2 separate regions of the Triticum aestivum genome follow, and region 1 is linked to region 2. The links are chromatin contacts, called in public Hi-C maps. All regions are on one chromosome and are shown on one strand. Each heading gives the region's core, a stretch centred on a gene start, on an enhancer-like site or on the middle of the called end of the contact. The rest is flanking DNA. Distances are from core to core; before and after follow the strand shown. Region 1 has its middle 210 kb from the start of LOC123140333. Region 2 holds the start of LOC123140265 (homeobox protein HOX1A).

What was found. A called contact is a pair of places that touch in the nucleus more often than the background predicts.
Region 1: a contact with region 2 is called in a Hi-C map of leaf, with 7 times the contacts expected there. The contact joins the enhancer-like site here to the promoter of LOC123140265 in region 2. A contact is called at or near these places in 2 of 5 Hi-C or Micro-C datasets (both in leaf).

The regions. Positions count from the first base shown.
Region 1 is chr1B:589,372,733-589,378,789 of IWGSC CS RefSeq v2.1, forward strand. No RefSeq gene overlaps it. Among protein-coding and RNA genes, the nearest start is that of LOC123140333, 210 kb to the right of the region's middle. Within about 2 kb of position 1,974, at least 2 of the 8 cell types and tissues checked have an H3K27ac peak or open chromatin away from gene starts, as enhancers often do. A contact at or near this core is called in leaf, where this site is marked.
Region 2 is chr1B:588,739,034-588,745,048 of IWGSC CS RefSeq v2.1, forward strand. LOC123140265 (homeobox protein HOX1A) reads right to left here and starts at 3,640. Exons shown (of 12, transcript XM_044559905.1): 1 at 3,506-3,640; 2 at 1,896-2,525; 3 at 262-427; 4 at 54-177. The coding sequence starts at 2,395.

The DNA of each region.
Region 1 (6,057 bases), core at 724-3,223, 630 kb after region 2:
TTGCAAGGACTTTACCTTTCCATATCTCGTGTGAAATATCTCCCGATTCTTTGCGTGCAAGCACTCGAGGTAAACCGCACCGAGGACGATGGTACCGATCTCCTTCAAACTACGAGGACGACAGGGTTAAGGGTTTTTGCTTTGTCTCTTTTGATATGGCGGAAACAATTAGCAAGTATTGAGAGCCCTATAATAAGTTACAAAAATAGGTGAAAAATAATTCGTGATAAACTTGTCAATGCAATTTTGGTAAAAAGGTACGTATGACCACATGAGAGCTACGGGACACACTATGAGTTATGCAACCTTCTGGCTACCGAGAAAGAAAACAAAAATCATCACGGGATTTTTCCTGTCATATTTGACATGGACATGCTAGCTGCTCGCATCCATTCTTTACATATACATGGATCTTTCTTATCTTTGAAACAGTAGTTCGGCACTCAAAAGATACTCTTCTTGCTAAGTTTCGAAAACGAGATTGTTTTTTTTTATGAAAGCAATCTCATGGGATATTGTGTATGTACTCATATACATGCCAGGTCGAGACCCACTAGATTATTAGCCTATCATGCACGGTGCTGATCGTTAAGTAGTGTATGTGACAACTTCCACGGCATTTGCCAAGGGACCGCCCCTGCATCTGCATGCACAGAGCTTCCACAATGCCATCATTTTCTCGTACTATTCTCCCGGGCGGGCGGGGCCGGGGCTGACATCACGACGCGCCGCGGCTGGAAACGGAAAGCAGACTGGGCAGCGGCATGCATGCATGTGCCCCTGCGATCCACGGAGGAACCGAACCAAATCCTCATCGGTAATCGCGCCCCGGCCGGGCGCGCGACACCGCCACCTTTTATCCGATCTCGCCCAGATCTCGGCGCGGACACACGCGCGCGCGGTGTCAGTCAGTGTGGTACGCTACTGCTAGTGCTAGTGCTACTTGGAGGTGGCAGTACTGCCATGCGTATGCATGTTGCAACTTGTTGTGGTTTTATGCCTGGGGTGAGTGAGATCACGATCGAATCCGCGGCCCCTTTTCCTGGCATCGATCCGTCGTCCCGAGCAACTTGCAAAAGCTTGAGAATTGCAAAAAAAAAAAAAAAAAAAAAAAAAAAACTTGCAAAAGCTTGATGTGTTGCAGCGCTAGACAGTACCAAGTACCTTGCGTAGTTCCTCCCCTTTTCTTCCTTTTATGAGGATAAACGAGCTAGCTACCTGTAGCCGATAATATTCGAACCTGCATTCACCAGCAGTACAGTTTTCTACAGAGGACCCGTCGCTGTGACCTGTGAGAATGACACGCAAGGCTTGCATTATGTGCGTTTACATATATAGAACCGTCACATAGTACTACATTGAATCTGCGGCCCTTTTTGTGGCATCGATCCATCGCCAGGCCAACTTGCAAAAGGAAAAGGTTGATGTGTTCCAGTGCAGCGCTAGATAGATAGTATTGCAGGAGCAGTACCAATTACCTTGCGTGACCCCTCCCATTTTCATCCTTTCGGGAGGATAATATTCGAACAAGCATAGCATGCAGCAGTACAATTTTCTTGTCTACAAGATACTTTTTTTGAATATCAGTACAGACACAAGCGCTCATACATATGCGCATACCTCTGAAAGACCGAGCAGTCACCGTAGGCGTCTCGTCGTCGACGGGAACGTCTCCTCCCACTGAAAGCGCATCGCCGAAAATCCTGAAATAAATTCAGAAATAATGCGAACACCAGACTTGAACCCTGATGGGCTGAACCACTGTCCCTCTAACCATCCAACCACAGGTTGGTTCGCTGTCTACAAGGTACTTGTCTCTGTGAGAATGACACATAAGGCAGTACGTGCGTACACTAGCAGATCCTACGAAGGAGTATACATATAGATTTCGAAATACTTCTACTACTACACCTGTGGACTGTCGTGCATGGACTACAGCTAGCTAGCGCGTGTGGTGGTGCGTAGCCTGGCCCTGGCCCTGGCCCTGGGCGTGCATGCAAGTGGCAGGGCGCGTGCGTATCCCGCCCCGCCACGTGTCGGGAATGTGCGTGGCGGCAGATACATCGAGATCATTCGCTCCTCCGGCCATGCCACGATCGATCAAGGCATGCTTTTATCGGAGAGATGGACTCATGGACACGGACGTGCCGGATATGACGAGATCGCCGGTCGAATGCCCTGCCGGGAACACGAGAGGGACAAAAATCACCCATCTCCGTGGAAGCACGTGGACTTCATCTGGTGCAGAAGCTTCAAGCAAGCGACGTTTTTTTTCCTGAACTGAAACAGGGCGCCCCTATATCTCGCCTTCAGCGACACAGGACAAGGGCGCATCTAGTGGGGTGCCTTGGGTGCCATGTCACCCCCTCCAAAATTACAAAATAAATTTTTCTATATACTTAAGAGTAAATATTCATTGAGTTGTTGCTATTTTAAGACTTTTTGTTGAGACTATAATGATGTTTAGTGTAAATTTAGAACTATGGAACCGCCAATTCTGCGGTTCTAGGTCCGACACTGACACGAGAGGAACCATCGCTGAAGGGTGGTTCGAGTTGGGCCGGCCCAGGCTCCCGGGAACAACAACCTATTTTTTCTTGCCTTTTCATGTGTTTTTTTCTTTTGTTTATACTTCCAATATTGTAAGTAAATATATTTTTAAAACTATTCTACATAAAAAATATTTGAAAAATGTTGACCAAAATGCGTTAAATATGATTAAAGAAATAGTGTATCCCATAAAAAATGTGTATACAAAAAAATCTGTATGAAACAATTTGATCGTGTATTAGAAAATGTTAATCAAGCATTTGAGAAAAAGTTGAATAAGTGTCTGAAAAATCTAAATCAAGCACTGGGATAATGTTAAATGTGTACAGAAAAAAAATGTTGGCTAGGTATTTAAAATATGATTAAAACAATTGATCGTTTATATAAAAAATTGTTCATAGAGCATTTGAAAAAATTTAGATGTGTATAGAAAACTTGTTGACCATGTATTAAAATTTTCATATAAAAGTTGCTCATGTATATAAAAAATGTTAATCAAACATTTGAAAAAATGTTGAATAAGTATTTGAAAAAAAATATGTTACTCAATCATTTGAAAAATGTAAGATGTGTATAGAAAAGATGTTGAGCATGCATTCAAAATTTGATCATGTATATATAAATGTTAATCAAACATTTGAAAAAAATGAACAGTTATTTGAAAGAAATGTTAATCAAGCATTTGAAAATGTAAATGTGTTTTGAAAAATGTTGACCATCTATTCAAAAAATGTAAATATTGTATTTAAAAAAGGTTAACCAAGCATTTGAAAAATGATAATGTGCATAAAAAGTGTGGACCATGTGTTAGGAAATGTTAATTAAGCATTTGAAAAGGTTTAAAACTGTGTATATGAAAGATGTTGACCATGTAATAAAAATCTTAATCTTGTGTTTTAAAAAATGTCAGTCAAGCATTTGAAAAATGTTAAAATTATTCTTAGAAAAATGTTGTACATGCATTATAATATGTTAAGTTTGTATTGAAAATTGTTAAGCGTGTATTAGAAAAATATTGTTCACATATACAAAAATATAGAATGAAAACCAATAGGAAACGTAGAACCAAAAAGTAAAAAGGAAAAGAGACCAAATAAACCAGTGGAAAAAAAATAAAACCACAGAAATGAATGCAAACAGAATGAAAAGACTGCTAAAAACAATGAAAAACAAAAACAAAATAAATAAAATGGAGATGATATGACAAAACCTAAGAATAAAGAGAAAATAGAAAAACTCAGAGAAAACCAAACAAAATGAAGAAAAATAAAAAAAAGTAAAAACAGGGAAAGAATATTTCCCATTATTAAACATGTTAATCTCATATTTAAAAGTTGTTAATCAAGCATTTAAAATGTGAAATGTGTCTTAGAAAATGTATTAGATACATACAAAAAACTTGTATAGAAAAACAATGAAACCTGAGAGAAAACAAAGAAATCTATTGAAAAACGACAAAGAAACCAAAAAAACCGAATAAAACAATAAAAAAGAAAAAAATCAGGTAAAACGTGAGAAAGAAATAAAGAAACTAAAGAAAAACAACAAAAAGGAATGAAAAGAGAGAAACCAGAGGAAAAACGAAGAAAACCCCGTGAAAGAACGAAAAAAAGGAGAATCATTTTGAAAACCGTGTCAAGTATGTCTCGCCTCGATTAATTATCAAGAACTGGACAAGGCGTAATGGCTAGCAGCGGGGGTGATCACCGAAAATTTCACGTTAATTTGAGAGAAGCAGGAATCAAACTCATCACGTCCAAGTAAATGCACAGAAGGGTTAACCACTGCACCAGCCTCAGTCTACTGATTATTGGAGGAAAGCACAACTCTTTAATCTTTCATACAGTACAAACATTAAATATATGCTATTACTTAATACCCTGTATAAATTATTTGAAAAAAGGAAACATCAATTTGGAAAGGCATTGGTATAAGCCATGAATTGAAAGGAAAAGTTCGCAAAAATGTAAAAAGTTCATGAATTCATAAAAAGTTCATCGAATTTGAAAAAAGTTCATAGAATTTCAAAACAAATGTTCATAGAATTTGAAAAAAATGTTCATCGAATTTGAAAAAAAGTTCAAAAAATCACGAAAATTTTCATTTATTTTCAAAAAAGTTCACGCATTTAAAAAAAAGTTTACGAATTTTAGAAAAAACGTGCAATAAAGAAAACAAAAAAGATGAAAAAAAGAAAAGAGAATAAACCGAGCTGAAGAATAAAAACAGAAAAATAAACTACTTTAACACTTGCGGGTGGATAGCCTGGTGGCTTGAACCGAACCCTTACTACGAAAGGGTTGGGAGCCCCTGTCCCCTTTTGCAAATTGCACTGTAACGGGCACCTGCAGCGCAAATAAGAAATGCCTTTCTCTCCTTTCCCTTCTCCATTTTGTTTTAACTGAGTGTGAATGGGCCGGCCCAATAACTGTAAACGCTTGGCCCATGTGAGATATATGAATGGAAAAAGGAAAGGGACAAGGGCGGTCGTCACTTGGCACGAAGGCCGCTGGCCGCCAACATGGGCCTTTGTATCAGGATTCCAAGTGTGGGATTTCCCGACCGCACAGCTTGGACTTTCCTTTTTATTTTCCATATCAGGTTCTTGAATATGTTTTTTCATCCGTTGACAGTAGAGCACTTGTGCAGAGACCTCCTAATCCCCGCGTGTTTCGGAGTATAACCCCCAGACGCGGCGATCCTATCTCTCACGTAGGTCGGGGAATAGGCAGCAAACACGACCCGACCCTCACCCCCACAAACACACAATTGCTCGCATTGATGTAGGCTGACACATTGAGGAATTCCACGTGCCATTCTCCCACCAGTTTTGGGAAAGTCCCTGAATCTGTTTTCCTTTTCTATGTGTTTTTCCTTTTGGGTTTATTTTTTGTTCTTTTCTTTTCCTTTTTATAAGTTTTTTCTTCCATTTTAAATTCACATTAGGTTTTAAACTCAGGAACATGTTTGAAATCCTTGAACAATTTTTGAATTCATTTTTAAAACAAATTGGGATTAATTTTAGTTCCGCAAAAAAACACGAACAATTTTATAATCGACATGTTTAACTGATGCACATTTCTCATATGCGAAAAAATATATAAGTTCAGAAAAAAAATCTAAAAAGGAGTATGCAAACAATTTTTGATATTCATGAATATTTTTCTGGATTTTCAAATATTTCTAAAATTCATGAACAGTTTTTAAAATCAGGAACATTTTTTAATTTCAGGAGCAATTTTGCAATTTCTCTAACGTTTTTTAATTAAAAACATTTTTAAAATGAGCGACATTTCTTCAAATTCACTACTGTTTCCTGAATTGGCGAAATTTTTGGAATTTGTGAGCAGTTTCTCAAATTCATGAAGATTTATCGAAATGGCAAACATATTATAAGCCGGCAAATTTTTTCCAATTTCGCAACATTGTTTACAATCCGTTACCTTTTTTGAATTCACGAATTTTATTAATTCATGAATATTTTTAAAATTCTGAACTTTATAAATT
Region 2 (6,015 bases), core at 2,390-4,889:
ACCAGAAATAATGGACCTTGGATACCATAAGAAATTGAGAAAATAAATATTACTATCTTTAGTCAGTAAAGGAGGGTTTAGACAATTCTGGTGGAACCCTCTGTCGCAGGCTCCGTCGCAGAGAATGATGTCATTATTCAATGTAGCTTCTTGCAAACTACAAGTGGCACAAACAATCTGCAAGATGGGTAGCATGGTCAATGATTAAAATGGTAAACATAACACAGCACAACATCAGAAAAGAAAAACGTGTTGACATACATCATCAGAAGATATCTTTCCTTCAGAATCAAACAAAGATTCCTCAAGCTTCCCCACAGTTAGAAGATGATCAAGATTCTGGAAAGCTTCTCGTATTCTTAATTTGCACCGCACGATCTCCTCCTTGGCTCGTTCAAGCTCCTTCTCAGGCCTTATCTTTTCCAAACTGCATGTTTGTGTATGGGTGAGTAATATTTCTATATTGCAACTCACGCTGCAAGGAATTCACAACTAAGAACATCCAAGAAGCTGTGTTGTTGACAATGAATGCGAACCAAAAGAAAAGAAAGCATGTTCATGCGCCTCTGATGAAATAACCAGTCAAATAAGAACATAAATTTAATTGAACCCTAAATTGGAACTGGGTGTGGACCAGTTGCCTAGTAGCGCTCGGCCGGCTGCGCGCCCAGCCCGCCACCCGCGTTCGAGCCTTGCGCTCCGCAGGGTGTGTGCCTGGGTTGTTTCTTCGTTGTTAAAATGCCACAGGGGCTAGTGCTGTTGGTCTAGGTTTTTTAACTGAACCCTAAATCATTCATTACAACTGGCACATTTAGAAATTTTAAATGTACATGAATGCAATATAACATCTGAAGACATAATAAAGACATCAATAGAATAAAATGATAAAGCGTGCAATAGGATACCCTTCTGCCAATTGTTTAGAACACAAAAAACCCTTTCCGTTCTTTCTTTTATCGAGAGGGACCAAAGAGACTCACATTGCAATTAATGGAGAGCTACATGAATGTAGACCTCATGACTCATGAGTGTATTTCTCAAACAAAATGAACAGATGGTAAGCCTGTCACTTGTCACTTTTATACTTCTAACTCGCACACTCATGGTTGATTAAATGCACATTAAATAGGAAAGACAAACAAAAAAAGAAGTGTTTTAGCTTAATGCCCAATTCAGGAACCTTTTAATTTTGTAATTACAAAAAATGGCCTTTTTTTGTACTTCTGTGCCGGTTCAGAATTATTACACTAATAGTGGTAAATCAGATCCATATGTATTATAAGTTGCTAGTTAATTCACACATATGCAGATGAAATAAATATAAGTGTTTCAAGAAGCAACAGCACCAAATACGCCTATGCAATAGTTCAACTAAAAGTGAATGCTCCCTCCAGTCCCCTTTGTAAGGTGTATTAGTTGCTTCACTAAGACCAAGGAGGAGCTTAGAGGGGTATTATGGATTTCACCCCTGCCTACAATGTGTATTAGTTCATTAATTTCCGGCAGCTGTTTAATTGGCCATCCAATCAAACGACCGGAGGAGTAAAGCAATAGTATGCATGCATGGTGTCCAGAATCATAATTGTTTGCTGTGGCTAGCTATCCAGAATAAGCAAGTAACATGCATGCACGCATGGATGTGGAACGACGTGTTGAAGGAGGGGCAGTGTGGATGGCGCAATAACTGCAGTATGATGGGATAACAACCGAGTTGGGCTAAGATCAGCGCAAACAGATAAATGCACCTTACAATCGGGAAATTTTGCTAACTAAAACACCTTATAGAACGAATGGAAGGGGTAATAACAAATGAAACTAAGCTACAAATGCAAAGGTGAATTCAGGAGAAGACGCCAGCAAATCAAATCAAATACATGAATAAAGAGGTGGCGAACCTTTGATTTTTCCAGCCTTCACTGGCATATGCTTCAAGAAAACTTTGGTGATAGTTCATCCGATTCAAAATGTATCTAATTCGCTTACGAATTTTCGATAACTCATCGTCCGGACCACCCTTTGTGGGTCTATCCCTCTTTATTCTTTTAGCAGCTGGTTTTACTAGAGTGTCCACAGAGTCGCTAGGTGGCTTCTTTGCGGCTTTTTCTGTTGGAGTTTGCACAGCATCACTAGGTGACTTATCTGCAACTGATCTAGAACGAAGAACCCTGACAGTACTCTCAGATGACTTCAAAGGATAAGTTCTACTTGACAATACTCGGGAGCCTTTCCTTCCCCTGTTAGCTGCCCTTTTGAAATTTTTCCTTTCCCCCGACGGGGATGTGTACGGAAAAGGAAAACTTTGATGCTTAAGGGCCTCAGGGTTCAGGCTAGAGTTTGCATAACTCCGAGTCTCAATAGTGTCCTCAGCACAGCCAGAAGTATTGCTTTTGTCCATCTGATGGCGGCCAGAAATTATTTTATATTCTAGTAAAAGAAAGAAGACGGCTTCGGAAAATTGTCTTCTTGCAGAGCGCAGTCGCAACAGAATATGGATCTGTACGTAGTTGCACCAAATGAACCAGCACCTGCAGCAAGTACACAAAGTATAATCAACATTTGTGGTTGTAAGAACTGATCACATATAACTTATCAAGCATTGATAGCTAACTTTGCATCTTCAAAAATTTTAAAGCCAGTACATTCATTCCATTACCAATACAAGATGTGCTTCATACTAAGTTATCTTCAGAATGGTACACGCCTAAGAGCGATTCACACACATCTATATAGCACATTGTTGCAATGAATGGGCGTTAAAAATCAGATCTACTGCTGCCAAGACAGGTGACTTGTTCTGAATGACAATAATTTATACCAGCACACACCTGGCCAGCAATATCAGCAATGTACTACTCCCTCCGTCCCATAATATAAGAGTCTTTTTGACACTAGTGTAGTGTCAAAAACGCTATATTATGGGACGGAGGGTACCATTTTCAATCCTACAGCTTTCTGTAATTTGCTACAGACAGTGACCAACTTCCGCAGTTGGCACTATCCATGAAGCCGTCTCAGAACTTGAACAGCTCATCTCACGCAATCTATAGTTGAAATCAGCCGAACTTCTCTGTTTACCCAAGGGCCAAGGGGGCAATGGCAAGCAATTATGATTTCCAGTTGGGCAATCAGCCGAATCAACCAGATACAGAGCCCCGACTGCCTGATCTAGCATGAGCGAACCATCAAAACCCTAGAAACCACGCCCCCTCTTCTAAACAGAACTCCCGAACCAATCCATCAACCACCGCTACGCTGAATCACGAAGCCCGCACAACCACGACTCAAACCCAGAACTACCGAACACCAGCGCACGAATCGCCCCCAGACCCACCGCCCTGGCGGAGACTAGGGCGCCGCAAACCACCGCTGCGCGAAATCTAGCTTGAATGCTTGGATTTGGCCGCGGGGGGAACTAAGAGACAGGGTCGAGGGAGTCGGGCGCGGGTGGCGGAGCGGGGCGGGACGGGGCGGAGCGGGGAGGAAGGGAGGCGGACCGGGTACTCACCGCGCTAGCGTCCGCCGCCGCCCGGCGAGGCGGTGATGGTCTGTCGCGAAGCACTGCACGACGGGCCGCTTCCTCGCGCGGACGGAGTGACGTGAGCGATTGGAGGCGAGCGGAGACTGAAAATAAAAGACACGAGGTGCGCGGCGCTGCTCCCAAACTGCCCCGCGGTAGGGTTTTTTTCTTTAGGCAAAACGGCCCCGCGGTAGGTGGCGTATGGCCTCTCGGCCCGGCCCACTTGTCCTCATGAGAGGGGTAGCTGTTTGGGCCTACCAAGAGAATGGCAAACCCTATTCGGCGCCTTTAGCGGAATATCCTATTTGACGCATACTGCGTCAAACTGTCGATCTTTCGCACAGGCTGGTTATCGAGCGCTGAAACTGGGCCGGCCCGTGACCCTGTAACAGCGCTTCCGGTTTTAGGAACCTTCCAAAGATTCCCAGCCGGTTTTTATCGGTTTTGGAAACCTTCTAGAAGGATCCTGAACCGGGTTTTTTTTGCTTTTTTTTAATTTTTCTTTTTTCTTTTTTGTTCTTTCTGTTTTTCTTTCCTTTTTCGTATTTTTCTTTTTCCTGTTTTTTCTGTTCAGAAATTTAAAAAAAATGAAAGTTAAAAAAATGTTATCGTCTTCAATTTCTGTTCACAATTTTTAAAAAATGTTCATGTTTGAAACAATCTTCAGGAAATTCGAAAACAATTCTTGTTTTTAATTTTTTTTGAAATTCAAAAAATGTTCTCTTTTTAAAATTTTGTTCATAGTTTCGAAAAGAATTCGTGTTTCGAAGAAGTTAAAGAATTTCAAAAAATGTTCCTATTTTGAAATTTGTTCATAATTTCATAAAAATGTTCATGTCCAAAATATGTTCAGTAGTTTAAAAAACTATTTTTGTTTCAAAATTTGTAAACCATTTCAGAAAAATATTCATGTTTAAAAAAATGTTCGCGGTTTCATCATTTTGTTCGCAATTTACAATAAATGTTTCCATGTTTCAAATTTTGTTTGCATTTAGCATACAATACAAATTGTGTTTGCATTAAAAATATTCTGTTTTAACTTTTTTGTTCTGAACATAAAAAATGTTCATGTTTTCCATTTTTTTTCAGAACTTAAAATCTGTTCGTGATCTCAGGAAATATTCGGAAATTTGAAAAAAGGTTCACATTTTTCGTAATTTGTTCGTTTTCTCAGAAATGGTTAAATTTTTGAAAAATTGTTCGTGCTTTGGAAAACTGTTCGGGATTTGCAGGATTTGTTCATGTTTAATTTTAAAGTGGGATTTCAAATAATCTTCACTTCTAAAAAAGGAATATAATGAAATTGCGGCATTTAAAAACTGCTCACTATTTTTAAGAAATGTTTTCAAAATCTCAAAAAGACAGACAGAAAATACATCGCAACTGGGGTTCGATCCAGCGCTAGGGCGCTTCCACACGGAGAGGCCAACCACTGGACCAGCCAACTGCTTATGGACAATAACAGCGCGAAGTTTTTAAAAGGATAGAAACGCAGACGCGAAATTTCTTGCACATTACACTGTAGCGTTTATATTTTCTAATTATTTCAAAACATGTCACATATTATAGATGAAGTTCATGAGCATGCAAAAAAAGTTCACCAAATTGAAAAGGTTCAGGTATTAAAAAAAGTTCACGAATTCAAAAGAAGTTCATCGATTTTCAAAATAGTTCACCGAGTTTGAAAAAGTTCATTGAATTTGGAAAAGTTCATTGATTTTGAAAAAAGTTCATCGATTTTCAAAAAAAGTTCATAGTTTTTGAAAAAAGTTCATTGTATTTGAAACAAAGTTCACTGTTTTTGAAATTTGTGAACTCTTTTCAAATCGATGAACTTTTTTCAGTTTTGAAAAAAGTTCATCGATTTGAAAAGAGTTCATGAATTTCAAAAAGAAATTCATCGGATTTGAAAATAGTTCATGGGATTCGAGAAAAAGTCCATCACATATGAAAAAGTTCATCATAATTGGAAAAAGTTCATCGAATCTGAGAAAAGTTCATCGAATTTGAGAAAAGTTCATCATAATTATAAAAAGTTCATCGAATCCGAAAAAAAGTTCATCGATTTTGAAAAAAGTTCGGCGGATTTGAAAAAAAGTTCATTGATTTGAAAACAGTTCATCAGAAAAATGAAAAAAAAAGTTACTGGATTTAAAAAACTACACATATTTGAAAAAAGTTCATCTAATTTCAAAATAAGTTCATTGATTTGACGAAAAAGTTCATGTATGTGCCAGATAATTTATTGTCTCAGGAATAAAAAATAGAAAACAAAAAGCAAAAAGCAAAACGAAATAAAATGAAAAAAACAAGAAGAAACAGAACGGAACGAACAAGGGAAAGAAAAGGTTCGAGTTAACCACATCAGAGTGATTGGCGGGGTGGTTGCATTAGTACGTATTAAAGAGGGAGGTTGCTGGTTCGAATCTCCGCGAGCGCACTCTTTTATGGCGTGTTAAAAACGCAGAAGAAACACAGAAGAAAAAACTCCTATATGG